2 separate regions of the Pan troglodytes genome follow, and region 1 is linked to region 2. A link is a contact called in public HiChIP or PLAC-seq data. All regions are on one chromosome and are shown on one strand. Each heading gives the region's core, a stretch centred on a gene start, on an enhancer-like site or on the middle of the called end of the contact. The rest is flanking DNA. Distances are from core to core; before and after follow the strand shown. Region 1 holds the start of SMCO2 (single-pass membrane protein with coiled-coil domains 2). Region 2 holds the start of MRPS35 (mitochondrial ribosomal protein S35).

The links. HiChIP or PLAC-seq counts read pairs in DNA pulled down with a chosen protein or histone mark.
Region 1: an H3K4me3 HiChIP or PLAC-seq map of stem cell-derived excitatory neurons shows a contact between it and region 2, with 4 times the contacts expected there. The contact joins the promoter of SMCO2 here to the promoter of MRPS35 in region 2. A contact is called at or near these places in 2 of 7 Hi-C or Micro-C datasets (blood and a lymphoblastoid cell line) and 1 of 1 datasets of contacts at active chromatin or transcription factors (stem cell-derived excitatory neurons).

What each region holds. Positions count from the first base shown.
Region 1 is chr10:68,111,088-68,117,092 of NHGRI_mPanTro3-v2.0_pri, reverse strand. SMCO2 (single-pass membrane protein with coiled-coil domains 2) reads left to right here and starts at 3,091. Exons shown (of 8, transcript XM_063786867.1): 1 at 3,091-3,276. ARNTL2 (aryl hydrocarbon receptor nuclear translocator like 2) reads left to right here. Exons shown (of 17, transcript XM_063786849.1): 17 at 3,091-3,228. The coding sequence ends at 3,143. All of the region lies in intron 1 of LOC134807578 (a long non-coding RNA gene), which reads right to left.
Region 2 is chr10:67,827,400-67,833,139 of NHGRI_mPanTro3-v2.0_pri, reverse strand. It overlaps MRPS35 (mitochondrial ribosomal protein S35), which reads left to right and starts at 3,920. Exons shown (of 8, transcript XM_016923733.3): 1 at 3,920-4,262. The coding sequence starts at 4,151.

The sequences.
Region 1 (6,005 bases), core at 1,842-4,341, 280 kb before region 2:
GTGCATGGTTTGATCCTTTATTAGTTCGCTCTAATATTTTTCTGTAGATCCTTTTGTCCTGGACTCAGAATCTAATCCATGCATCATATGATACCGTAGCTCTCCTAAGGTTTGTGTTTCCTTCAAAATGTTTTAGTTTTCTTCTACTAAATTTGATTTTTGCTGTTAGAAGTGACATATTTTTATGGTATACACTATGTTCCTTTTTTCTCCTACAAGTCAATTTTTTGAATTTTCGTGAGAAAGAATATATCTACAAATTGCACGAAAGTATCATAAAAACAGTACTCTAGACTTTTCTTTTCTTTTTTTTGAGATGGAGTCTCACTCTATCGCCCAGGCTGGAGTGCAGTGGCGCGATCTTGGCTCACTGCCATCTCTGCCTCCTGGGTTCACGCCATTCTGCCTCAGCCTCCAGAGCAGCTGGGACCACAGGCGCCCGCCACCACACCTGGCTAATTTTGCTTTGTATTTTTAGTAGAGATGGGGTTTCACCATGTTAGCCAGGATGGTCTCGATCTCCTGACCTCGTGATCCGCCCACTTCGGCCTCCCAAAGTGCTGGGATTACAGGCATGAGCCACTGCGCCCGGCCTACTCTACACTTTTTTTAACCCTAAGAATTACCACTACAGTAATGTAGTGGAGTGGGAAGAGTGCCTAGAATCAGAAGACCCTGTTGAGGCTGAATTTAGCTGTATGACCTCATGCAAGCCATTTAAACTCTGTGCCTCAGCGTCCTCATTTTTAAAAGGAGGTTTGATCTCTATGTTTACTTCCAGCTCTGATTCTGGGATTCTAGTCCACAGGACTTGGGTGTTAGGGTGGAACCTAGAAATGTGCTGTCCAGTGCAGTAGCCACTAGCCATATGTGGCTACTGAGCACTTGCAATGTGGCTAGTACAAAGTGAGCTGTGCTATCAATGTAAGATACATACCAGATTTTGAAGACTAGTATTACCAAAAGAATGTAAAATATCACATTAATAATTTTATATTAATTACATGTTCAAATGATATTTTGGATATACTGAATTAAAACATTAAAATTAGTTCTACTTGTATCTTTTTACTTTTTTAATGTGGCTAGAAGAAAATAAAATTATACATGTGGCTCAGATTATATTTCTATTGGACAGCGCTGCTCTAGAACATTGTATTAAGTGGTTATTATTGAAGTAGACCAAAGTTTATACCATAAGGATATTTTTCCTTAAATACCATGTTTGAAGAACAATTATTTATTGATCCTTGAATCTGTTAAGATCAAATAACAAGTCTATCCATGTTACCAAATTTAAACTTTTGAAAATAATAAACTTTAAAATATCAGATGTGTTATTACAGGATGATACTTGGAATCAAGTGAAATGAGTTATATGGTCATCACTAAATTTAGAAATCTATTGTGAAACAGAAAGACAAACAGGAAAGTACAGAATAGAGACTTTTAGTAAATAAATGGAATTTAAAGGAAAGTGTTTATTTACAGTGTCACGACAGAAAAGGATGTCTTTGTCGTCATAGTCTTTGAGGGATCTCCGTAAAATCCGGGGCACAGGTACAAGAAATAGCCAATATTTAGTTCCCAGACCATGTTTAGTAGTGTCCAGTTTCAGATCATGCTGCCAAGAGGTATCTCCCCCTCAGGTGGGTCATCACTGAGCTCTGGAATTGGAGACTCATACTGGCCCAGCACAATGTTACGGGCAGACAGGCCGACATCTATGATTAGCTAGAAGCCATAAAGAAAAGCTGCTAAGTGGCCACTAGGTGCCACTTTTCCGTTTTTGTAATGCTTTCATTAGCAGATCTTTTTTTCCCAAGCTCCATGGGGCCTGTGAGAGGCATTTATGATTTTTGTGCCTACAATAAGTCAGCCTGTCTGGTGTGAGTTGTTTTATGAGAAATGCTTCCCAAGGGAGGTCCAGGAAGATCCTGACACATAAGAACTTTGGCTTAGAGAGCTTTCCAGGTGTGGTGCCAATAAAAACTGACCTGGAAAGAAAACCTGTCCAGCACGGAACATGCTTTCTGAACTCACTTGAGAGTGTATGGTGTACGTCACTTCTCATATATTCTTGAGTTTAGATTTGTCTTTTATACAATTTTTAGCTCTTTTCTGTGCTTGTCTGTATATTGGTATTTTTAAATTTTTGTGGTAAATAATGAAAAGAGTGAAATTATATTTTATAATTACTCATTTGTAGTTTTTTTTTTTTAATTTAATAAACTTCCTCCGAAAAGTGCGCCCTTAACTACTTTCTAATGTGGAAACATAGATTAAGGAAACCATCCAGTGCCCTCAAACCACTGGGCAGAGGGGTACATTGAACTCTGTTACTATATATATTTCTGGGTATGTTCCCCAGGGTATACTAACTGCTGTAACAACTCCAAAATCTCAGTGGTTTAACCAGTAAAGGTTTCCTTGTGCTCACGTCAGACTCCAACGTCATCAGCCTTATCTGTCCCTCTGACTCTCTCCTCTTCCCTTTCTGCCTCTTCCTCATTCCATCCCTCAGCTTTGCTTTCCTATGAGCTGGTTTTATCTTCCGGTGGACCCTCTCCGCATAATGACACTCAGAAGTTCCAAGCATATATTGTTCTTATACCTGACAATTTCAATGGAAAGAGAGCCTCTCTATTTCCTAGTAATTCACATGCAAATATGCATTGATTGGGCCTCTGGATCAACTTGGTCTACCTGGACTTTCTGTTGTGTGGTTGCAGTATCTACACTAATTCTAGGGAGTCAACCATCGTGAATTACAAGGTTCTGTTGTCCCTTCTGCAGATAACCCTGTCCTCCCTCAGGCCCCAGGCTGTCTAGCTGTTGGCATCTGACATCTTTTCCCCTTCAAGGATGCCTTTAAAGTTTATTTTAATTTGTTTAATCAGAATTAAAATGTTAGGAAGGAAAGGCAAAATAAGCAGTAGGTTCTTTCCAGGTCAACAGGCTGGAATATACAGATTAGCCAGGCTGTGATACATGCCCAACCTTGGGTTGAAGTTTGGCGAGGCAGCCCTGTTGGAATCTGGGGATCTCCCATGGGGATCTTCCAACACATTGGACTCTCCTCTTCCCCAGGTCTCCCACTGCCAGCACAAGAGGCTGTGAAGGTGAAGAGGATACAGATTTAAGAGATTTGTATTACAGAAGTAGGATGGCAAGAACTTGAGGACCAATTGCATATGGGAAATGTTGAAGCAAAAGCAGTGAACAATGACTCAAGTTTCTGGCCCCAGGGGTCTGGATTGCAGTGCTGTTCAAGAGGTAAGAGTTACATGAGGAGAGACAACTTTGGGGTAGAAGATGCATCACTTCTAGACAAATTGTGTTCAGGTGATGTCTAGTAGATAGTTGGATATGTGAGTATGGAGGATGGGAGAGAAAGCTGAGATGAGCGGCACACTGAAGCTTTTGAGCCTCAGTTTCTTCATTCGTAAAGTAGACTTCATTTGTAAATACCCTTGCAGAGCTTTAGTGAGGATTAAATTAGCTTATGTAAAGTGCTTACACATTGTCTGACAGTAATTTTAACAATGATCATTATATGTTAATTTATAAGCTCTACAGTATGATAATACATGTTGGAAATTAGTGTTATAGAGAAGCTTCATCATTAAGTTAGTAAAAAATTCCTGAGACTATATAGCAAACAAATATATAAGTAGTATAACAGTAATTTAAGCCTTGCAAAAGTTTAACCCAAATGACAGTACAAATTCATAACCAATGGGAAAGCGTTAAGTACCTAGAGAACCCAACTGAGGTAGGGTGTTTGGGAAGACGTATATCTACAGCACAAAGAGGTAAACAATTTTGTTTGCTAAGGGGGACATCTATAGGCATTTTAAAAGAAAGTTGAAATGGTTCCTAATAAATGACATCATTTGTTTCAATGTAAGCACTTATTTATCCTGTGCTATGCTCTTAGAGACAATTGAAAACGCCACAGTCCCTGCTCTTAAGAGACCACAGTTTGGTAGAAAGACAGTGGAAAGCAGTAACTATAGAATGTGATAGCTGCTACTTTAAAGGGATGTGCAAAGTGCTAATAGAGTATGGGAAGGTCAGGCTTTAACTTTGCTTGTGAAGAGTCATCAAAATATGTTATACTCTGGCAGTTTTTTCCTATTTATCCAGCCCAATGGTTTTCAAATTTATTTGCATCAGAATTACATGGAGGACTTGTTAAAACACAGATTATGGGTCTCCTCACGCCCATAATTTCTGATTCAGTTGGTCTGACTTGGAGCTTGAGAATTTGCATTTCCAGTAAGTTGTCATGTGATGCTGAGGCATCTGGCCTGGGGACCACACTTTGAGAACCGCTGATCTTGCCATTCACAAACAACAAATGGACGTATCCACAGACCTGTTATTCTAGGGCTCTTCTGAGGAAAGTAGAGTAGGGAACAGAGGGCCTCAGGGAGGCCTACCTACTTATTTTGCCTACCCTACTGCTTATTTTGCCTTCCCTTTATAACATTTTAATTCTGATTAAATACATTAAAATGAACTTTAAAGGCACCCTTGAAGGGGAAAAGACATCAGAAATAGCCAACAGCCAGACAGCCTGGGTCCAGAGAGGGGAAGGGATGTGCAGAAGGGACAAGAGAACCTCTTGTAATTCATGATGGTTGACTCCCTAGAATTGGTGTAGGTACTGCAGCCACACAGCGGGCTCTTCTTGCCTGCTGTCCAGATAGAACCGATTTATCAAGATGGGGAAATTGCAATAAAGAGTTTCATAAACGCAGAGCCAAGTAAATGGGAGACTGGAGTTTTATTGTTACTCAAATCAGCCATCCCCAGAGTTTGAAGGTGAGAGTTTGTTAAAGATACTTCGGCAGGCAGAAGGCTAGGGAATGGGGAATGCTGATTGGTCGGGTTAAGGATGAAATCATATGGGGTTGAAGCTGGTTTTTCTTGCTGTCTTCTGTTCCTGGATGGGATTGCAGAACTAGTTGAACCGGATTACCCTTGTGGGTGACACCAGTTGGTTCATCAGAAACATCTCTGAACACCAATGTTAGGTTTTACAATAGCGATGTTATCCACAGGAGCAATTGGGGAGGTTGGGAATACTCCTGAGCCATAATTTCTGATCTTGTAAATAATTTGTTAGTTTTACAAAGGCAGTCTGGTCCCCAGGCAAGGAGTGGTTTTGTTTCAGGGAGGGGCTGTTAGCATCTTTGTTTCAAAGTTAAACTATAAACTAAATCCCTCCCAAAGTTAATTCAACCTACACCCAGGAATGAACAAGGACACCTTGGAAGTTAGAAGCAAGATGGAGCTGGTTAGGTCAGATTTCTATCACTGTCATAATTTTCCTATGTCAGATTTTTCTCACTGTCATAATTTTTGCAAAGGCACTTTCAGTATGTGAGCCTCAATCTTTTTGTTTGGCTGTTTTGGTTGTTTTTTGTTGAGGAGGGGAGGCAAGGCAGAGAAAGCTGTGTCACACCTTTTTAATCTTAATCTTGGCCTTTTTTGTTTTTTAAATACTCAGCCACTAGTCACTGTGGAGGACTCTGTCCATTGCTTAAGGCATTGTGTGTTGAGGGAGTCAGTAAAGAGTTGTCTTAAATTCTTGTCCAGCTGTGTACCTCTGGCCTTGGAATGACAGTTTCTTAGACACTCCTGGCTCCTGGCTGACTTTAAGGCAATGCCTCTCACATTTACTCCTGTCCAGGAGGAAACCTGTTACATTTTACCTTGGGGGTAAATACATGAAATAAATGTACTTTTTTTTTTTTTTTACAAAACTACACTAAAATGGGATGCCTATATTACATCAACTTAAAACTTACTAGAGCCCTTGAAAATTTTATTTAATACTTTGTTGACCGAGCAATCACCCAAAAGGTTTCCCATCTACCAGAAGGGACATGTAGACAAATAGCACGTAATTAGCTGATGATTAAATTATTTGGCAGCCCATGAATGTTCAGTTTGATTTAGCAAAGGTCAAGCAAAACACAGTTGTAGTGTCTGAA
Region 2 (5,740 bases), core at 2,671-5,170:
ATTTACCCTGATGTGATTATGATACATTTTATGTCTGTATCAATATATATCATATACCCCATAAATATATATACTTACTATGTATCCATAAAGATAAAAAATTAAAAAGTAGCTTTTATTGAATTAATTCAGGTTTAAATATAATAAAAACCAATTGTAAGACAGCTTAATATTTAAAATTGTTCTACACAGGACCAGCTACATAATTTGTAGGTTCCAGTGCAAACTGAAGATGCAGGACTCCTTGTTAAAAAAAGTATTAAGAATTTTAAGACAGCAACAGCAAAGCATTAGGCCAAGCGCAGGCACGTTGTATGTCTATGAAGCCAGCCTAGCTTCTATGATGTGTTAGATTACATGGTCATAAAGTTTGAAGAAAATATTTTTTTTGTTTGTTTGAGACAGGTCTCACTCTGTCGCCCAGGCTGGAGTGCAGTGGCACTATCTCGGCTTTCTGCAACCTCTGCCTCCTGGGCTCAAGTGATCCTCCCACCTCAGCCTCCCCAGTAGCTGGGACTACAGGCACACATCACCATGCCTGGCTAATTTTTGTATTTTTTGTAGAGACAGGCTCTTGCTACGTTGCCCAGGCTGGTCTTAAACTCCTGAGCTCAAGTGATTCCCCTATCTCAGCCTCCCAAAATGTTGAGAGTACAGGAGTGAGCCACTGCACCCAGCAAAGAAAATATTTTTATCGTGAGTGAATGATTGCACCTCTAAGATCACTGCCAAGTGAAAAATTATGTAATCTTAGTAACCCCTATGTGCAAGATAGTACATGCTTTACTCTTTACACTGCACAAGACAGATATTTTTGCTTGTTGATAGCATTAATAGCATTATGAATGAATTTTTAACTTCTACTATAGAATGAAACTTACTGTACTTGATGCCAGGGAAAACAATAAGTATTTTTCTGGCTCCTCTAGCTCTGGTCATCTATCCACTTTAGTCTTAGGGGGAGAGTACAACAAAAGATAGAACGCATAGCAAGGTAGAATGGGGACCTACGTCTTTAATATCTTGCTCAGAAATTAAGAAATATTGTTAGAGTAGGTAGCTAGTCATGAATGAGCAGGGCAGGAGAGGGCTCCCCTTATACACACAGCCCCCTCCACACACACACACACCCCCCCCAGGAATTTCAGGCGACCATCAGGTGACGGTCAGGTGGTTATTAACTGTCTTTCTAAAACAATAATTGGTTGCAGCCAGCACCAGGGAATAGCATTCTCCCAATAGATACAAAAAACCTGAAACTAGTGATCAGCAACTTTCCAGTAAGATCTCAGGAGCTGGGTGAGTGTGCGCAAGCGTGCACATTAAGAAGCAAAATGGCAGAATTTAACTGGTATTTGATCTTCTAGGGACGTGCAACTGCTAATGGAAGAATGCCTCAAGTAAGCATGTATACGACTCCAATAAACACACTATGCATGCTCCCCTCCCAAGTCCTGGCAAGCCACTGTGCATGCAGACAGCCCACCCCAAGGGAAAAATCAGGGGAGAAGGGACATAGACCCCAGAAGTATGCCAACGTATAAAACCCTAAGTCAAAGGTCAAATGGGGTACTTGACTTTCAAGTCGCCCACTTGGGCCTCTTCCCAGTGTATTTCCTTCCTTTTGTTCCTGCTATGAAGCTTTTTAATAAACTTTCACTCCTGCTCTAAAAGTCGCTTCTGTCTCTCCTTCTGCCTTATGTTCCTCGATCAAATTCTTTCTTCTGAGGAGGCAAGAATTGAGGTTGCCGCAGACCTGTACAGATTTGCCGCTGGTAACAGTATGAATATGATCATACTCCTTTTGTCCCTAAATTTCTATGGTATAGGACTTGCACTTTACTAAAATATACAAACTTGCAAGAAAAGGAGGCTGTTGCATTGACCCTACACTTAATGCCAATGCCCACCGTTTATATTTATGCCTTTAATCACGACTGTCGTAAGAAAAATATTATTGCTGTCATTTTCCTTGAAACTGAAACTCAGAAAGATAAGGTAGATTTGCCCAAAATCATAAAGAACCAGAGCCTGGATTCAAACCTCACCTCCATCTGATTAAAAAGGCCATGATTTCGATCTTAAAAATAGTCCGAGGAGAGGAGAGAACTCCATTGGAATATGGGGGCAGAAGGTGACGTGATGTGTCTACCAGCCAAGGAGTGCCAGCAACCATTAGAAGCTAGGAGGGAGGCATGGAACAGATTCTCCCTCAGAACCTCCAGAAGGAACCAACCCTGCCGACACCTGGATTTTGGACTTTCCAGACTCCAGGATTGTGAGAGAGGAAATTTCTGTTGTTTTAAGTCACCCAGTTTACGGTACTTTGTTCTAATCCCCTAGGAAACTCATACATCATGCTTCTATTTTGGAACAATAACAGGATGGTAAAAGTCCAGAAAAGATGAAGATGATGAATATTACAAATGCTTGTCCATCTCATGCTATTTATCCCCCTCCCATACCTTACTGATTGATGTCCATGGTGCACTGAATGTTCACAGCTAGAATATTCTTGGACACCTGCATACCTCTGCTCTACTGGTTGTATGCTTACCAAGAATCGGTTTTGTTTATTTCTAGTTGTTTTTACTGTTATAATTTTGTCACTTTGAGACAAAATAGGGAAATAGGCCAGACCCATGCCTGTAATCCCGACATTTTGGGAGGCCAAGGCAGGAGGATCACATGAAGCCAAGAGTTTGGGACCAGCCTGGGCAACATAGCAAGACCCCCAACTCTACAAAAAACTTAAAAATAGAAAAAATAGGCCAGGTGCAGTAGCTCACGCCTGTAGTCCTATCACTTTTTTGGGAGGCCAAGGCAGGAGGATCGCTTGAACCCAAGAGTTTGAGACCAGCCCTGGCAACACTGTGAGACCTCATCTCTGGAAAAACAATTTTTTTTTTAATTAGCTGGGTGTGGTGGTGCGTGCCTGTAGCCTCAGCTACTTGAAAGGCTGAGGTAGGAGGATCACTTGAGCCTGGGAGGTCAAGGCTGCAGTGGGCCATGGTCCTGCTACCACATTCCAGCCTAGCAACAGAGCAAGACTCTGTCTCAAAAATAATAATGATTAATTAATTAATTAAAATAATTTTTAAAATAAAGAGAAAATAGAGAATTTATTTTATTTTATTTTATTTTATTTTTGAGGCGGAGTTTTGCTTTTATTGCCCAGGCTGGAGTGCAATGGCGCGATCTCGGCTCATCGCAACCTCTGCCTCCCGGGTTCATGCGATTCTTCTCTCGAGTAGCTGGGATTACAGGCATGTGCCACCACACCCGGCTAATTTTGTATTTTTAGTAGAGACCAGGTTTCTCCATGTTGGTCAGGCTGGTCCCAAACTCCTGACCTCAGGTGATCCACCCGCCTCGGGCTCCCAAAGTGCTGGGATTACAGGCGCGAGCCACCGCGTCCGGCCGAGAACTGTTTTATTAAGGCTTGTATGTTAATTCATCCTACCGTAGAAAATTTAAGAGTGTTCATTAAAAGTTTATTTTCTAGGTCCTGATGAGTTCTGACTTTCTGTAATTCTAAGCTGATCTAACAACAAGCTAACCATATATAGCTAAAAGTTATAGGCTACGTACACGCGGTGTTCACTGTATGCCAACGCTGTACACAAATATTTGTCTATGCTAACTTGTCTGAGATCATACATCCCAGAAGTGGTGAAGTCAAGTTTGAAACCCAAGCACTCTGGCTCGGGATACTGCTTCTCTCCCCTTAGCGCATATTACTGGCATTAGTTGAAGACTTCTTTAATCCAAGTAAATGTAGAAAAGCAACAATTATAAATAACAAGAGTCCCTCGGGTAGACCGCCTGACTCTCGGATCAACTGAGGTTCCACCCAGAGCACGCCCGCCTTCAGTGAGCCGCAACCCCTATCCCTACGGTCTTTATCTGCAATTCTCTACGAACTGATTCACTCGATTTTTAAGGATTTTTTTGTTTTCTTTTCATTACTTCTTTCAGTTTGGGGGAATCTTCCTGCACATTTGACTCGGCTCTGAGTGCGCAGACCAACGTGTTTCCTCTTTCTCCAGCCTAGGGCGGTGCCAGCCCAGGGAGCCTGCGCTTAGCGGCCCCAGGCCCGCCCCTGACACTGAACGCCGCTTGTCCCCTCCGGCTTGCCGTCCTCGCAGCCATGGCGGCCGCCGCGCTCCCGGCATGGCTGTCTCTGCAGTCGAGGGCAAGGACTCTGCGTGCATTCTCCACTGCCGTGTACTCGGCCACTCCGGTCCCGACACCTAGCCTGCGTGAGTGTCTGTCTCGTCTTCTCCGGGCTTTGGGGGAGGTGCAAGAGCGGAATACCGGCCTCATGAAGGGTGCCGCGGTGGCTGAGCCAGCGCCGCCCGGGGGAGGCCAGTGCGTCCGCTGCCAGGCCCGTCTCGTAGGAAAACCATGGACGTGGGTCTGTGTTCTGCACCCGCGTTGCCCGGCTTCTAGCCGCCTGTTTCTGCCCTGGGTGCTCTGGGAGTTTGCTCAGAAAGCTTACATTCCCCTTCCCCGTGACCTGCTCCTGTGTTGCCCCCGTCCACAGCCCCTGGCACAGGTTACTGGTGCTGTGTTGTTTATCGGGCATCGGCGCTGTTGAACCATGGATTTCCCCAAACATTAAGAGAGTCATACGGCTGTGCTAGGACAAATTGCTGCTCTGAATTCCAGGCCACCAAATGGGCGGCCTTCATTCAACAGGCGTTGATGACCTCCATTTAACAGAGATTGTAGGGATGCTTGATAGCGTGCTTACCCCGGAGGACTCTAGTGGAAAATACAGACTTATTAGCGGAGAAGTGCTATGTAGGGTGAGAGGCGCTGTGATAGAAGTGTGGCTAGAGTGACAGGAGCGTTGAGGAGGAGCTGGCGTGAGTCTAATCAATCGGCGGATCCTACCTGTGCTACTTCCTGTTATATCTCTAATTTACTCTCCTCATACTACCAACTATCTAGTTCAGGTGACCATCTCATTTCTACAAGTTTTTTTTTCCGTTTCCTGTTTCCCCTCTTGCTCTCCTACATTGAATTCTCAAAACAGCCAAATGAGGTTTTCAAAATTTAGATCTTGTCTTGCTGCTCTCCTGTTCAAGATCTACAAATGGTTTCCCATTGTTTTCAGATAAACTATAAATACATTAATCCTTCATACTGGCTCTTCATAGGTCTAATAATTGTCTATTTTTAAATTTTCATTATTTCATTCTTGGAATACTTAACTCCTATTGTATACCATGCAGTGTTCTAGACACTCACCGGAGATACGGCAAGGTGGGGAAGTCAATAGTATAAACAACCAAACAACTAAATAAGATGTCAGATAGGGTTTAATGCTATGAAGAAAAATAAAGTAGAGTATTGAGAATGATGGATTTGGGGGGAGTAGTGGCCACAGGATGGTCAGGAAAGATCTTTCTGAGGAAGTGACATTTGAACAGGGCCCCAAGCCATGCAGAGATATGGGGAAAGAGCCTTTGGGGTATGGGGAACTATAAGTGCAAAGGCCAAAAGTTGAGAACAATCTGAGGGGTGTGATCAAGGAACGGGAAGAAGGACAATGTGGCAGGAGCTAAGTGTGAGTAGAGGAGAGAGTGGTAGTATAAGACGTCAGAGAGTTAGTTAAGTAATAATCTGATCTCTCAAGAGTTTGTAGACATTTCATTTGGATTTTGGCTTGGGTTTTATATTGAAAGGCTTGGAACAGGGAACTGATATAATGTGATTTACGTTTTTAAAAGAT